Regions from separate parts of the Mus musculus genome. Here region 2 is linked to region 1. The links are chromatin contacts, called in public HiChIP or PLAC-seq maps. All regions are on one chromosome and are shown on one strand. The core of a region is the stretch at or near the end of the contact, and the rest is flanking DNA. Distances in the headings are between cores, read along the strand shown.

Region 1 (7,125 bases), core at 3,263-5,762:
AGGGCAGTCTATGCTACATGGTAAATTCAAAGCTTGACTAACTCATAAATTGAGTCACTGTGTCATGGGGTAGGGGAGGGGCTTCTAAGAGATGACTCTGTACTTAACATTCTTTTGTGTTATCTTCTGCTTTTGTTCTAGTATCTTTTGCGTCACAGTTTCTCTCTTACTTGTCCTTGACCTCAAGATCCTCCTGCTTTGCTTTGAACCCTTTAGTCTGGGATACCTGGCACATCTTTGGGCATTCTTATAGCTTCTCTACAAAGAATAAGACAAAGACAAAGTTATAGCCAGGGTTGTGGTATCAGCCAGTAATCTCAGTACTTAGGAGGTGGATGCAGAAAATGAATTCAAGGCCTTCCTTGTCTCTGGAGTTTGAAACCAGACTAGACTACAGAACATTACACACACACACACACACACACACACACACACACACTCAATTATCTCCTCAGGGCAATCCAAGCTAATTCCTGCTCATCCTAGATGTCTGCCTAAGAAAGACTTTTTGCCAAGTCCAGGCATGATGATGTACCCAGCCATCTGTCCATGCATCCATCCATACACCCACCCATCTGTCCATCTACCCATCCATCTATCTATCTACTATCTATCTTTCTATCTATTGATCTAGAAATTAGATGTAGAGGTAGATCTTTGTGTAGAGACATTTGGCCCGTGTCTCCAAACCACCCCCTCCTGCCCACATGCCTGTCAGGTTGGACTGAGGAAGTGAAATTTATTTGAGTTCATCAGTGTCAGGGGTGGGGGATTTAAACATAATTGTGCACTTTCTTCAGATGACTAAACAATGAGTGTTTACGAAACCAAGAAAAAAGATTTTTTCCCCCCAGAGTTTTCTTTTTCAAACACTGCTCTGTGTGCTTTGGTTGGTTTAAAAAGAGCCCATCTAGGGCACTGATTTTTTTATGAACACATGTTACCAGAGGCCTTCCTTATTTGCTTCGATGCCTGCCTTCTCCATAGTCATATGGAAGAATGGTCTGGTGATCGTTGCTTAAAGGAAGACTAAATCAGATTCTGTTAGGACTAGCTGTTTAGTCCAATTCTCTTGGCTAGCACTGCAAGATGTTTGCATGATGGGTAGGCCATGGAACTAAAGTGGCTTCCTTAACTGCTGCCCAAACCTGAGACCCAGAGGACCACCCTGAGGTAAATGCTTTGGGAGTGGGCTTTTCTCATTCTCTGGCTGACTTGATCTCTGGAGACTTAGATGTTTTGCTGCAGGTGTTTGGAATGTGTGAGACACCCACGGTAATCAAGGGATTAATTCTCAGAAGATAAGAACCAGGAGGGAACCGCCTGGGACAAGCTGTAGAGGACATCTTGAAGGCTCTAGGGACAGTGGAAGAGTGTCTGAAAGTCAAGGAACAGGAAGAGGGGAGGTACAAACCCCTCCACGGTGGCCAGACTCAGCCTGGTGACAAAATGAAGCTTTCTTGGTGGGGAGTCTTCAAATGTGTTTTCTTAAATAAAACAACAACAACAACAACAACAACAACAACAACAAAAAATAGACAGGGGTTGGAGAGATGGCTCAGTGGTTAAGAGCATTAACTGCTCTTCCAGAGGTCCTGAGTTCAATTCCCAGCAACCACATGGTGGCTCACAACCATCTGTAATGGGATCTGATGTCCTCATCTAGTGTGTCAGAACGACAGATACAGTGTACTCATACACATAAAATAAATAAATAACTCATATACTCTAAACAGATGGCTTCTAAGCTGTCACGCTGGCTCTTAAAATAAATGCCTGAGCAGGCATTGTACTTGCTAGAGCCTGGGGATCTGGGTTCAAACCCTGGAACCTACGGAAAGGGTAGAGGAGGGAATAGTAGGGCGGGGGAGCTGGCAGTAGAACATCATTCAAAGGAGGGGAACATATTATACCACACCCCCTTCCTCCTAAGGTTCAGGGACCTTTGGGGAAGATGGGGAGAAATGACTTCTTGAGCCAGGGCTGGTGAAAGGAGGGAAGAGTGGCCTCTGGGCACAGCAGGGATGTTGCACATATGAGCTCCCATAAGTTGTGACAGTGACACATGAGTTGTGCAAACCTAAGGACCAAATCCCAGCATAGAGTGAGCATGGCGTGCCAGCCCTAACCTGGAAGCTATTGGCAATTGGCGGCTGCTGCAAGAAGGAAGAGGCCATTTTTCTAAGAGTGTTCTAAGAGTGTTGCCCCAGGTAAGCCAACTATGTTCCAAGAAAGGGGCTATGCATCCAAGAAATTCTGAGCAGTAGAAATTGATCTTCCGTGGATTTGGTTTTGATTTTAATTTGTCAAGACTTTTACAAAAACAAAAACAAAAACAAAACAAAACACCAGGGCCCCAAGCTGTATTGTTGAGTCGTCATCCCCTCTGCAGGAGAGTGATTGTTTTCAAATATCTGTGCCTAGGGTCTAGGCAGTTTATCTCTGTAGGTCTAAGGTGGGGCCAAAGTTGCTTTATTATCTGGGCTAGGCCAGCTATTCTAAAGAACTCGTGAGAAACCCAACCAGAGACCCACATTCATATCAGTTACCAACACTCTGGGCCATGCCCTGTTTTTTCACAGTTCATGGACTTCCCAAAAGACTTATGACCTGATTAGAATCTGGGTAGGAGAGAGAGAGAGAGAGAGAGAGAGAGAGAGAGAGAGAGAGGGAGAGAGAGAGCAGGCCTCATACACAGCTGGTCATACAGCTACTATGAAAGGCACCATAGAGGTCCTCAAGCCAATGAATACAACTAGCCATAGGCTAGTTACATATGAATCTCTTCTGTGCATCCATATGTAGGATGACTGTAGGTGAGAACTCTGCAGACACATGCACACATGCACGTTGATCGCTGCACTAGTCTCTCTAACCAATAATACTACGTCCTAGCACAACAGATACTGAGGCAGGAGCTCATGAGGTCAAGTCAGCTTGGTTACCTGGAGAGTTGGAAGACAGCCTAGCCTTCATGAGTCCCGTCTCAAAACAAAAACTAGGAAGGGGGTAGAGGGAGTTTGGTGGGAGGTTGATAGGAACGAAGATGGCTCAGCAGGCAAAAGCACTGGCAACCTGGGTTCAATCGCTGAACCCTATAATGAAGAGAGAACAAACACCTGAAAGTTGTCCTCTGATACCTGTAGATGAAAGTCTGCATTTACAACACACGCACACGCACACACATGCACACACACACACACCATTACCACCATCATCACGATCAACATCATTATCATCAACATCTTCATCATCATCATGTTTTTAAAAATAGGCAAAAGTGGGACAGCAAGGTAGTTCATCGGATGAAGGCACTCTGTCAGGCCTAATGACTTGAGTTTGATCCTGAGGACCCACATGGTAGAAGAAGAGAACCGATTCCCACAGGTTGTCCTCTGATCTCCACAGGTGCGGGAGAGTCTACATGTACATGCACATAAATACTCAGATCAATATTTTTAAAAATAAGCAAGATGCATAACCAGGGTAGAGGTCCATCAGATGAATAAATTTTCAAATGTGGGACACTCAAACAACAGAATTTTATTCGGATTTAAAGGCAGGAGAGATTATTTCACTGGCAGGAAAATGGAGCCGGAGCTCACAATGTTAAATGAAGTAGGCCATGAAGGTAGTAGACAGACTTCGGACAAGGAGAGAAACATCTCCAGGGAAGAGAGAGGGCAATGGAATGTAAGCAATGGAGAAGTATTTAGGGAGAAGAAAGGAACTGGGACTAGGGGTAGGGTGAGTAGGAGGAGGGTGATAAAGAGGGGTGGGTAAGGGCAAAGCATGATACAGGTATATGAAAATTATTCCATTGCATACTGACTGCATTTTGGGGGCGGGGAGGGGGTTCAAGACAGGGTTTCACTGTAGCCCTGGTTGTCCTGGAACTCACTTTGTACACCAGGCTGGCCTCGAACTCAGAAATCTGCCTGCCTCTGCCTCCCAAGTGCTGGGATTAAAGGCGTGCGCCACCACTCCAGGCTTCTGACTGCATTTTTAAACACAAATTTTGGCATCTAACAATAGGTGACACTGCCTTATAATCGCAGGAGATGGAGGCAGAAGGATCCAAAGTCAAACTCATCCTCTGCTACTTAGTGAGTTCAAGGCCAGCCTATGCTACACACCAATCAGAACCCCAGCCACAAAAACAAAAACAAAGGTAGCAGAACTTTCTTCCTTTCCTGCTGAGATGAAAAGGTAACACTCCGCCCCTAACCACAGAGGTATTGTTTTTGAGAGACAACAGGCATCAGAGAGGGCAGGCTTTAAAGACCTTAAACAGAGGGAATCACAAGGCTCTGCTCCAGAAAAAGGAAAGCATTGGGGAGGAACTGGATTTTGGAAATGGCCTGGAGGCTTTGCAATAGACTACCTGTGGGACTTCCCAGAAAGCCAGTGTTGGCATCTAACTTGGCTGTTCACACCAGCTCTCCTGCAGCCCTCTGGCTTTTCCACACCCACTGGTCACAAGATTCCCCCTGTTTGCCTTGATCTGTGGAACAGCCTAGGGTTCCTCTCTCATGATTCAGGTCACAGGGGAAGTGGAAAGCCTTGAGTGGCCCTAAAGAGAAGAAGGCTTGTCCCCCCTCTACTTTCTCGTATCTACTCTTAGGGAAATTTTTCATTCCAGTGAAAATTATTTTACTTGGCAGACTTTTTAATCTGCCCTTTGATTCCATTTTTCCAGCCAGCCTTTTAATAAATGTCGCTGTATTTTCTGGGGTATGCCAACCATGAGATGTCTCAGCAACTGTCTCGACGGATTCTTCACCCCCTCCCCCAACTGTTTCCGCTTTTCTCATCAACTTTCTTTAGCTTTCCTTTCTCACAGTCATTTGGTAGTGAAAAGCTTCTCTCCTGAAGATCTTAGGGAGTATTCAGAACTGGAGTTTTTCAGCCCATAGTGTGAGAGCTACAGTCTGGTTGTGACTGAGTTGTTTTCTTTAGACTGCTTCTGAAGACCAGGGCAGTAGTGCCCGTCTGTAGACATGGGATTCTGAGACTCACAGACTGAAGTAGGACTTTGAAACGCTTAGGGCTGCTGGGCACCTTTAATTCCAGCACTCAGGAGGCAGAGGCAGGCAGATTTCTGAGTTCGAGGCCAGCCTGGTCTACAGAGTGAGTTCCAGGACAGCCAGGGCTACACAGGAAAACCCTGTCTCGGAAAAAAAAAAAAAAATCACTGATCACAGAGCTTTGGGCAAGCTAACAAAGTACCCTAACAACGAGCTAAACTCCCAGCTGTCATTGGGCCTTGAGGGGAGCAGGAAATCACAGGCCTGGGGTAAATGATAAGCAACAGGCCTCGGAGATCCTGAAGGTTCCTAAGCATGGTGGCATTGGGCTTCATATCCAGCCCTTTGGAGGCAGAAGCTGGTGATCTCTATGACTTGGAGAGTTCTAGTCTATGTAGGGAGTTCTAGGCCAGCCAAGGGCAACACAATGAGACCCCGTTTTAAAAGAACAAAACAAAAAAGGATCCCAGAGATCACTACTAAATGGTATAAATGGGTCAAGTTGAAGACCCAGTATCCATACTGTCTGGCCATAAGTGTTTGGAGATTTAGTATTTTTCAAGGATTGGGCAACATTTATACAGAGATAGTGAAATATTTCAAGTTGGAATGCAAGATATATTTATGTTGTGTTTTCATTTTGAATACCTACCTTAAAGGCAATTTATTGTACATTTCTGTTTGTTTTTTTTGAGACAGGATTTCTCTGTGTAACTCTGGATGTCCTGGTACTCGATCTGTAGAAGATCTGTAGAGGCTGGCCTTGAACTGAGAGATCTGCCTACCTCTGCCTTCCAAGTGCTGGGATTAAAGCCACCACCACTTGCTCAAAAAAAAAATTTAAATTGTGTTCATGAGAACCAGGAATGTGGTTCAATTGTAGAGTGCTTAGCACATGGCATACAGGAAGCCCTAGGTTGGATCCCTAGCTTTCCCAAACACCAATTTAATGCACATCTGTGATCCAAGCATGGGGGGATCGAAGCCAGTTCAGAAGTTCAAAACTCATCCTTAGTTACATTTTGGGTTATGAGGGCCAGCCCGGGCTCCAGGAGCTTTTAACTCACAACAAAAAACAAGAACAACACGAAGAAGGAGAAGAAGAACACCACAGTTTTCAGTTCCCAGTGTAGACGTGTCTTAGTTCTCCAGCAGCAGGGACTGAAGATGGGGTCTTGCACATGCTAGGCAAGCACTATACCACCGAGCGAGCGCTGTGATGCTGTTTTGATTGAAGTTTACAATGATGTATGGCAGCCGTTCTCACCCTGGAGGTCAAATGATCCTTTCATAGGGGTCACCTCAGACCGTTGGAAAACAGATATTTACATTACAATTCATAACAGTAGCAAACTTACAGTTATGATGCAGCAACAAAAATAATTGTGTGGTTGGGAGTCACCATGACATGAGGAATAGTCTTAAAGGGTCACAGCATGAGGAAGGTTGAGAACAACTGCTATGTGGTCTCTTCTCTTCTCTTCTCTTCTCTTCTCTTCTCTTCTCTTCTCTTCTCTTCTCTTCTCTTTTCTTCTCATCTCTTTTCTCTTCTTTTCTTTCTTTCTTGTACTCTACCACTGAATTATTTTCCCTACTTCCTTCTTTCCATCCCTTCCTTTCTTCTTCCTTCATTTCTTTCCCCTCTTATTGTCTCAGGGTTTCATTTAGCCCAGCCTGGCCTCCAACTGGGAATGTAACATTCTAAAGATGACTATACTCTAATCTCTCATCTGGTTAGTATTACAGGGTACCACCATGCTAGTTTAAGAGGTGTTGGGGAATCAAACCCAGAGCCTCACACACAGGGCCAAGTCCATGTGCGGGCCAAGCAGCAGCCTCATCCCCTACCATGTTTAAATGCTTTTAGTTGTTTTTGTTTGATCTGTTGACTCAGGGTCTCATACATAGCTCATCACAACGTTTTTCCTAATGTTTTATTACTTTTTGTTACTGTGTATGTGCGCGCACGCGCGTGTGTTTGCATGCGCAGGCAGCAATACGGAAGTCAGAGGTCATCTTGGTAGGAGTCTGTCTTCTCCTCTCATTGCATGGGTCCCAGGGATCATACTGAGGGCATCAGGGTTACCAGGAGGTACCT
Region 2 (6,749 bases), core at 224-2,723, 300 kb after region 1:
CTAGAATCACTAGATTTGTTAAATGCTAATTTTAAAAAATCTAGTAAGGAAAAGAGACAACTGAATCATAAATGAGCAAACTAAAACAACTCATTAAGGTATTGTGTGTGCAGTGCAGAGAGAGGGACTAGTGAATAGGAGGAATAGGACATTAATTCTATAGTTTCATTAACAAAAACAACAGGATAGATATGGATGAACAGGCTGCAGCTTCTGTTGGGAGAAAAAGAAAGAGCTTATTGACCAGGTATCTTGTAGAATGTAAAATTTGAATCTTTTTGGAGAGATATGGTTAGATGTCTAAATGGCACTGAGAGACCCACTGAAATTAGTAAGCTTAAGTTTTCAATTATCTCAATTATTCTGGTTATACAACTTCCCCCTAAAATCTTCCCCCTAGAATCTTTCAAGGTTCTGACCTGGTTATCTTCATCCGAATTTCGTGAAAGCTATTCTCTGTACCCCAGATGAGGTTGGATGATTCAGATTTCTTCCTATGAGGCCTGCCATTTGACTTTCTACTATGTCCTTGATTTTTTCTTTGTCTTCAAAGCATGAAAGAGCATCTTGCCATGACATGGACAGCTCTGGATGGTCAGGCTTCTTTGACCCAGCCCATGTCACTTCTCTCTGTTTACATTAGTCCAAATGTCAACAACAACAAGCTACATGTGGGTTAACTACCATCCTGACAGTGCAAGGTACTTTCTTTACAGTTAGCAACCAGTGGCCTTGGTTGGAGAGCCTGAGAAGCAGCACATCTTAATGACATAGACAATGTTTAAACCTACATCATCAATTACAGACACCACACTTATTCTATTATCATTATTATTATTGTTGTTGTTTTGTTGTTGTTGTTGTTGTTACATTTATTTTTTCACTACATTGATTCTTTTTTATAGGTCCTCAGGGCTAGAGAACTGAACTTTAGTGTTTCAGGGCTTCTGTGAAATGCAATTATGAACACAATGCAGTAGTTGTGACTGACCAAGTTTGAACGTACTGGCAGTTCTGTTAGAAGCATGAAAAAGAATTTGCAAGTTTGTTCTGGATACGCCAACATTTACATAGCAGTCTAACAAAGGCTGGGGAAGAAAACCAAACTGAACGGAAACCTAGAGGGTCTGACATCGATGAGTTCCAATGTGTCATGTTGTTTCATAGGTAGAGTTAAACATTCTCAATTTGTGTGTCTGTGTGTTTGTGTGAGTGTGTGTGTAAGAGAGAGAGAGACAGAGAGAGGGGGAGAGATAGGCAGAGAGATACACAGAGAGAGAGAGAGATACAGAGACACAGAGGCACAGGGACAGAATCAGATGGGCCAAATGCAACCCCCAGTCACATCAAATAGCAATTTGGAATCATCTATTATCCTTGGAAATAAAAATGTCCTTGATGATGTTTGCAAGATTCCTTCTGGTGGAGTCAGAGGACAAAAACCAGATCACAGCAGGGTGAGCTTCAGAGTGCTTATTAAGCAAGCAGAGCTAACAAATATGTTGGGAATCTTGCAGAAGCTTGACAGTAAAGAGGTGAATGGAGAGGAGAGACTGTGGGTCACAGAGAAGGACATACTCCTTAAGTCTGGAAAGGTATATCCATCCATATGCACTTAAGTATGCATATACTTGTTAGGAGTGATCTTTGAGACAGAGAAACGGGGAGGTTTATAGGAAGACAAAGAAAGGGGAAGAAGGCAAGAAAAGGAACAGAAAGAGGAACAAATGAGACAAGGTCTCTAAAGGGAAATTCAGTGGATGGAGGAGAAAGAGAGAGAGGAAGAGAGAGAGAGAGAGAGAGAGAGAGACAGAGACAGAGACAGAGAGACAGGCAGAGAGACAGAGACAGACAGAGACAAAGACACAGATACACACACACAGAGACAGATAGACTCATACACACACACACTGAAAAATAACAAAAATAAATTATAAAAGATAATAAATAAATCCTCCAGAAGGATGCAAGTAAGTACAACACACTATAAGAATACAGAGACCAAGAAGGAACTCTTTTGTGCTCTCCCATTTTTGTGTGTATATGTACATGTGCACATGTGTGCATAGAGGTCAGAGGTCAACATTAGGTGTCTTCCTCAATTATGGTCCACCTTACTTAATCATTATTTATTTTTCCATTTGGTTATTTATTTATTTATTTATTTTATTTATTTATTTTTGAGACAGGGTTTCTCTGTATAGCCCTGGCTGTCCTGGAACTCACTTTGTAGACCAGGCTGGCCTCAAATTCAAAAATCTGCCTGCCTCTGCTTCTCAAGTGCTGAGATTAAAGGTGTGTGCCACTACCACCCAACTGGTTATTTAGTTTTGAGGCAGGGTTTCTGTGGTATCTAGTGCTCACTGATTCTATTAGACTAGGTGTACATTAAGCCCCGGGGGATCCTATTTCCACTTCCCCAAGTACTTTAGCAACTGAGTCATCTCACCACTGTTGGACCAGAAAATTCCATTCACCAGGAGTGGTGAAGATATCACAACCAGCACAGCTTGAGTCCTGAAACCATGATTTAGCGTTGGTGAAGGAATGAAGAATGGATAGCCACACCGAGACATATACAGAAAGACTGAGGTCCCTTGGAGTGTATGCATTTGGTCTGAATGGGACTTACTACTGCTATGAACTCAGAACCTCGGTATATTTTGAGTGCAGCAAAGGGGTATGAGTTGGGGCTTAGTCTTGGTAGGAAGTTTCTGTAGGTAAGCTGTTTCAGACTGTAAATATGCTGGAGGAGGAGGGGGCTGTAGTTGCTAGTTTATGTATCTACTGATCTATAAACACTTGAACTTGAACACCCAGGGAAAGTTTTGGTGTGCCTTTAAGCCTAGCCCATATGGGGAATGGTTTGACTAAATCTCTATGGATCCAATGCTTCAAGTCCTTGCCCATGGGCAAGTGTACATAATTGCTCAGGGTGGCTCTGCTCCTTACAGTGAGGGCAGAGGCATTAAGTCAGGGATTTACAGAGCAGGCTCTGAAGGAGCAGGGGACAGGAAATATTGAGGAACCCAAGGGAATGGTTCACCAGTTAGTGTCAGCTGGGCTCAGAGACCTCAAATCTGAATAATTCTGTCTGTAGGGTTTTATGACAGCCGCTGTCAACATCAAGACTTCTGTCTGTATGGTATAGACATTTACATGAGACATTGTTCTTTTTAATTCTGGGGATATACAGCTATATCATCTCCTAGGATACCACCATTTTCAAATCTATAATAAATGCTACTTTTGATTTCTCCAAGGATGCAGCTCAGAGGATTTATCATGGGTGCCTCTTATGAAATAATCATGAAATATGCTATCTAAGAAATCTTGCAAATTGCACCAGCTAAACAGATGGCACAGCTCTGCAATATAAGCAGCAATGCCCTCACCAGCTGTTAGGTTTGTTTGCAAAATTTAAATCACTATACAATGGATGCTGGCGGTGATGACAAATGGGTATCAAAATCCTACAAGTTCTATGTAATGAGATATGCCACATTTAGGAGAGATTGGAGTAAAAAGTGGCTCATTATTATATTTTGTGTGCTGTAGAGACTCGTGGAAAATATAATAACACATTTATGTGGAGTATGCTTCAAAGAATGGAAAAATAAACCTATCTATAACCTCGAGGGAGCATCTGGCCATATAAATGGCTCTACTCTTCCTCAAACTTTGCTTTCTACATTAGCATCTGTGAAATTTTACTACCCTTAAGGATTGACTGTTTCCTCTTCTTCTTTCTGTTACCGCGAGTGTGTTGGTGCATGAGTGCACGCATGCGTGTGTGCATGCATGTGTATGTGTGTGGTGTGGATGTGCATGTATTTGCATGTAAGTGGATGCACATGTCCTTGAGCACACATCCATGTGCACACCCAGGACTAATGTTGGGAGTTATCCCCTATCAACACTGTGCTTAATCATTGAGGCAGATTCATTCAATCAAAGCCAAAGCTCGCCATTATGGCTACTTTTAGCCATACTTCTCATACTTCCTAGAGTCTTTGATAAACACATTCACTAAATGACAAGATGAATAAGAGAAAAGAAAGAAAAGGCACAGTGAAGTTTTGAGTGTTTAAGGTATAATTCTCAGTCATAATTTTTTAATTTTTTTATTTATTATTTTCTTTATATACATTTCAAATGCTATCCCAAAAGTTTCCTATATCCTCCCCCTTCCCTGCTCCCCTACCCACCCACTCCCACTTCTTGGCCCTGGTGTTCCCCTGGACTGGGGCATATAGCTTCAAGTTCTTTGAGAACACTTTTGCTTGTTTCACTGGAGTGCAGGGCACGGGGCATACCCTCCATCCATACTTGTTCACAGATTGTCTAATTTTACTCTAGAGACATGGTTCTCAATCTTCTTAATGCTGTGACACTTTAATCCAGTTCCTTATATTGTGATGACCCCCCACCATAAAATTATTTCCTTGTTATTTCATAACTGTAATTTTGCTACTGTTATGACTTATAATGTAAATCTGTGATATGCAGGATATCTGATATGTGATCCCCCAAAGGGGTCATGACCCACAGGTTGAAAAGCACTGCTCTAGAGGGTGGAAAGCTAAGGACTATATGATCTAACTACAAGTACAAATTCACTCAGAACCTGCTGTGTCTCTCCTCCCTACAGACCATACCCCAGTCTTTAAATAAGAGTTTCCTACAAATTGTTTTATGGAGTGATTACCAGGGACTGATGTGTCATCATACAGTGTCCCCTCTGAGCTGAGAGTAGTGACTTATCTTCTTGTCTGTCATGATTATTCGAGTGTACTGTGTCACTCTGGCAGTCTCGTGCTGCCCTTGGTGACAAGTGACACCCTGTTATATATATTTAGCCTGTCTTAAAACAAGTTGCACTCAAATAATGGGCCCTTTACATAAAAGCATAGAACATAGCCAATTTTTGAAGTTATTAATTTACAAAATGGTTAATTTTACCAACAGATAGCAATACACATAAATTGTAAATAATCACAGAAGTCCGTATTTGTAGAAACAGAGAAGTCCAATGTCTAACTGAATAATGCAGGTTGACTTACTTTTATTCGTTTGTTATGAAACTCGAAAATGAAAGCTGTAATGGAGCTAAGAACCATTTATTGTTTAGGATGGTTTATTCTATTAGAAGACATCATTTACAGCCAAAATATCTTTTTTTTTTAAAGCAACTAAACAAATCTGTGCTGATTAGTTTAAAACATTTTAAATGGATCCCACAAACCAATCTATCTCTGACTATTTTGGCAAAAATAAGATCAAATCCTGATTAGAAACAAAGCAAAGCTCTTTGTTTTGAGAGACTCATTGTTGGACTCTGACTATATGACTTTTATATCCTCCCACAGAGGGACAATATTGTCATCAGGAGATGAATGCATCATTATGTTACCTGGAGACTCACCATTGGCTGTCGCATCCACTCCGATCAGCAGGAAAGATGCAACATCACGTTGTCCTTCTTCAAGCAGGTTTATTCAGGAACATTTCACATTGCAATGCAGGAATCGGAATCCCCCAAGCAACCCCGGGGCCCACCTTAAATACCCTACTGACTCCTCCCAATCACCCCAGTCACGTAATGGCAGTCAATTGTTTCACAGCAGTGATGACACCTCAGGTGAGCTGACGAGGCATGGCGTCTGCACAGTGCAGGCAGCTGGGATGTGGCTAGGTCTGAGGTAATGAGGGAGTCAGGTGCAGGTCATAAGACCTGGCAGCCATCCGGGGCGCCATCTTGGGGCGGCGGCTGCACCTGCTCCTCACATCTCCCCCTTATCTATTATTTTGGCAGAGAGAATGCCTGTATTAGGTTGCCCCTGCGATAATGCTCCTTACCCATCATCAGGAGGACAGACAGCAGTGGTCTGCTCCCTGTCTTAGGTTGGTAACACCTCCAGGGAGTCTTACCCGTCATTGACTACTTCTCTAGCATGCCAAGCCACACTTGAAAAGATTGTCCCAGCTCTAGGGCTGCAAAAGTCTGAATCAACAGTGCCTGTGTATGGGTATGCCTTTTTTGCATATGGCAAATGCACCACAGGGCCATTACTCCTGTGGCAACGCAGATGATTGCAAGCCCTCCTATGCCAGCCCATTCCTTGAGGTGTGATATTCCTGTGACTATGGCAGCAGTAATCTCAAAATCTCTTTTAGGTCTAAACAGTATCATCACAGATGGAGCTTGCACTGGCCAGGGTACAAATCTAGGCTTACGGGTTACCGCAGCCAAGGAAAATACAGAAGCATTCCAATACATACTATAAAAGCAAATATCACTACTATGATTCTCGAAGCCAAAACACTCACAGAATTTTCAAACAAATCAGACCCATTCCAATAACAACTAGCATTTCCTCAGGCCCCTCCCATCAGTATACTTAGAGGTGACAAATCAGTATAGCTTCCATTTACCCCATAAAACAACCATACATTAAAGGGATTATTAGCCCCTCGCTGTGCTGGGCTTTGATATGTCCAATTATAACCTGCAAATGTTTAATTATGCGTGGTACTGATGTATGGAGAAAAGGTAAAATACTTTTTCACTGCCCAAGCGGCCATCCGGGATTGACATCCAGTCCACAGAGGCAAAGAGTCTCATACGCCTCTGCAAAACAGGGCTCAGTGTGGTTGGGGTAGAATGCTAGCATTGCCCTTGGGTATGCTCGCAGGTCAAGTTTCTCTGATCCAAGTAGCATTAGCTTGGGTTGAACTATTAAAAAGTC

Evidence for each region. HiChIP or PLAC-seq counts read pairs in DNA pulled down with a chosen protein or histone mark.
Region 2: a contact with region 1 is called in an H3K27ac HiChIP or PLAC-seq map of microglia, with 5 times the contacts expected there. The contact joins two enhancer-like sites. A contact is called at or near these places in 2 of 39 promoter capture datasets (cranial neural crest and liver), 12 of 115 datasets of contacts at active chromatin or transcription factors (T-cell acute lymphoblastic leukemia, differentiating embryonic stem cells, embryonic basal ganglia and 9 more) and 3 of 9 other capture datasets (adipose tissue, liver and pancreatic islet).

What each region holds. Positions count from the first base shown.
Region 1 is chr10:96,605,304-96,612,428 of GRCm38.p6, forward strand. No RefSeq gene overlaps it. Among named protein-coding and RNA genes, the nearest start is that of Btg1, 8.1 kb to the right of the region's middle. Within about 2 kb of position 4,513, at least 28 of the 459 cell types and tissues checked have an H3K27ac peak or open chromatin away from gene starts, as enhancers often do. A contact at or near this core is called in microglia, where this site is marked.
Region 2 is chr10:96,908,413-96,915,161 of GRCm38.p6, forward strand. Gm46240 reads left to right here. Exons shown (of 3, transcript XM_017314191.1): 2 at 5,370-5,641. The coding sequence starts at 5,407. Among named protein-coding and RNA genes, the nearest start is that of Gm46240, 10 kb to the left of the region's middle. Within about 2 kb of position 1,474, at least 12 of the 459 cell types and tissues checked have an H3K27ac peak or open chromatin away from gene starts, as enhancers often do. A contact at or near this core is called in microglia, where this site is marked.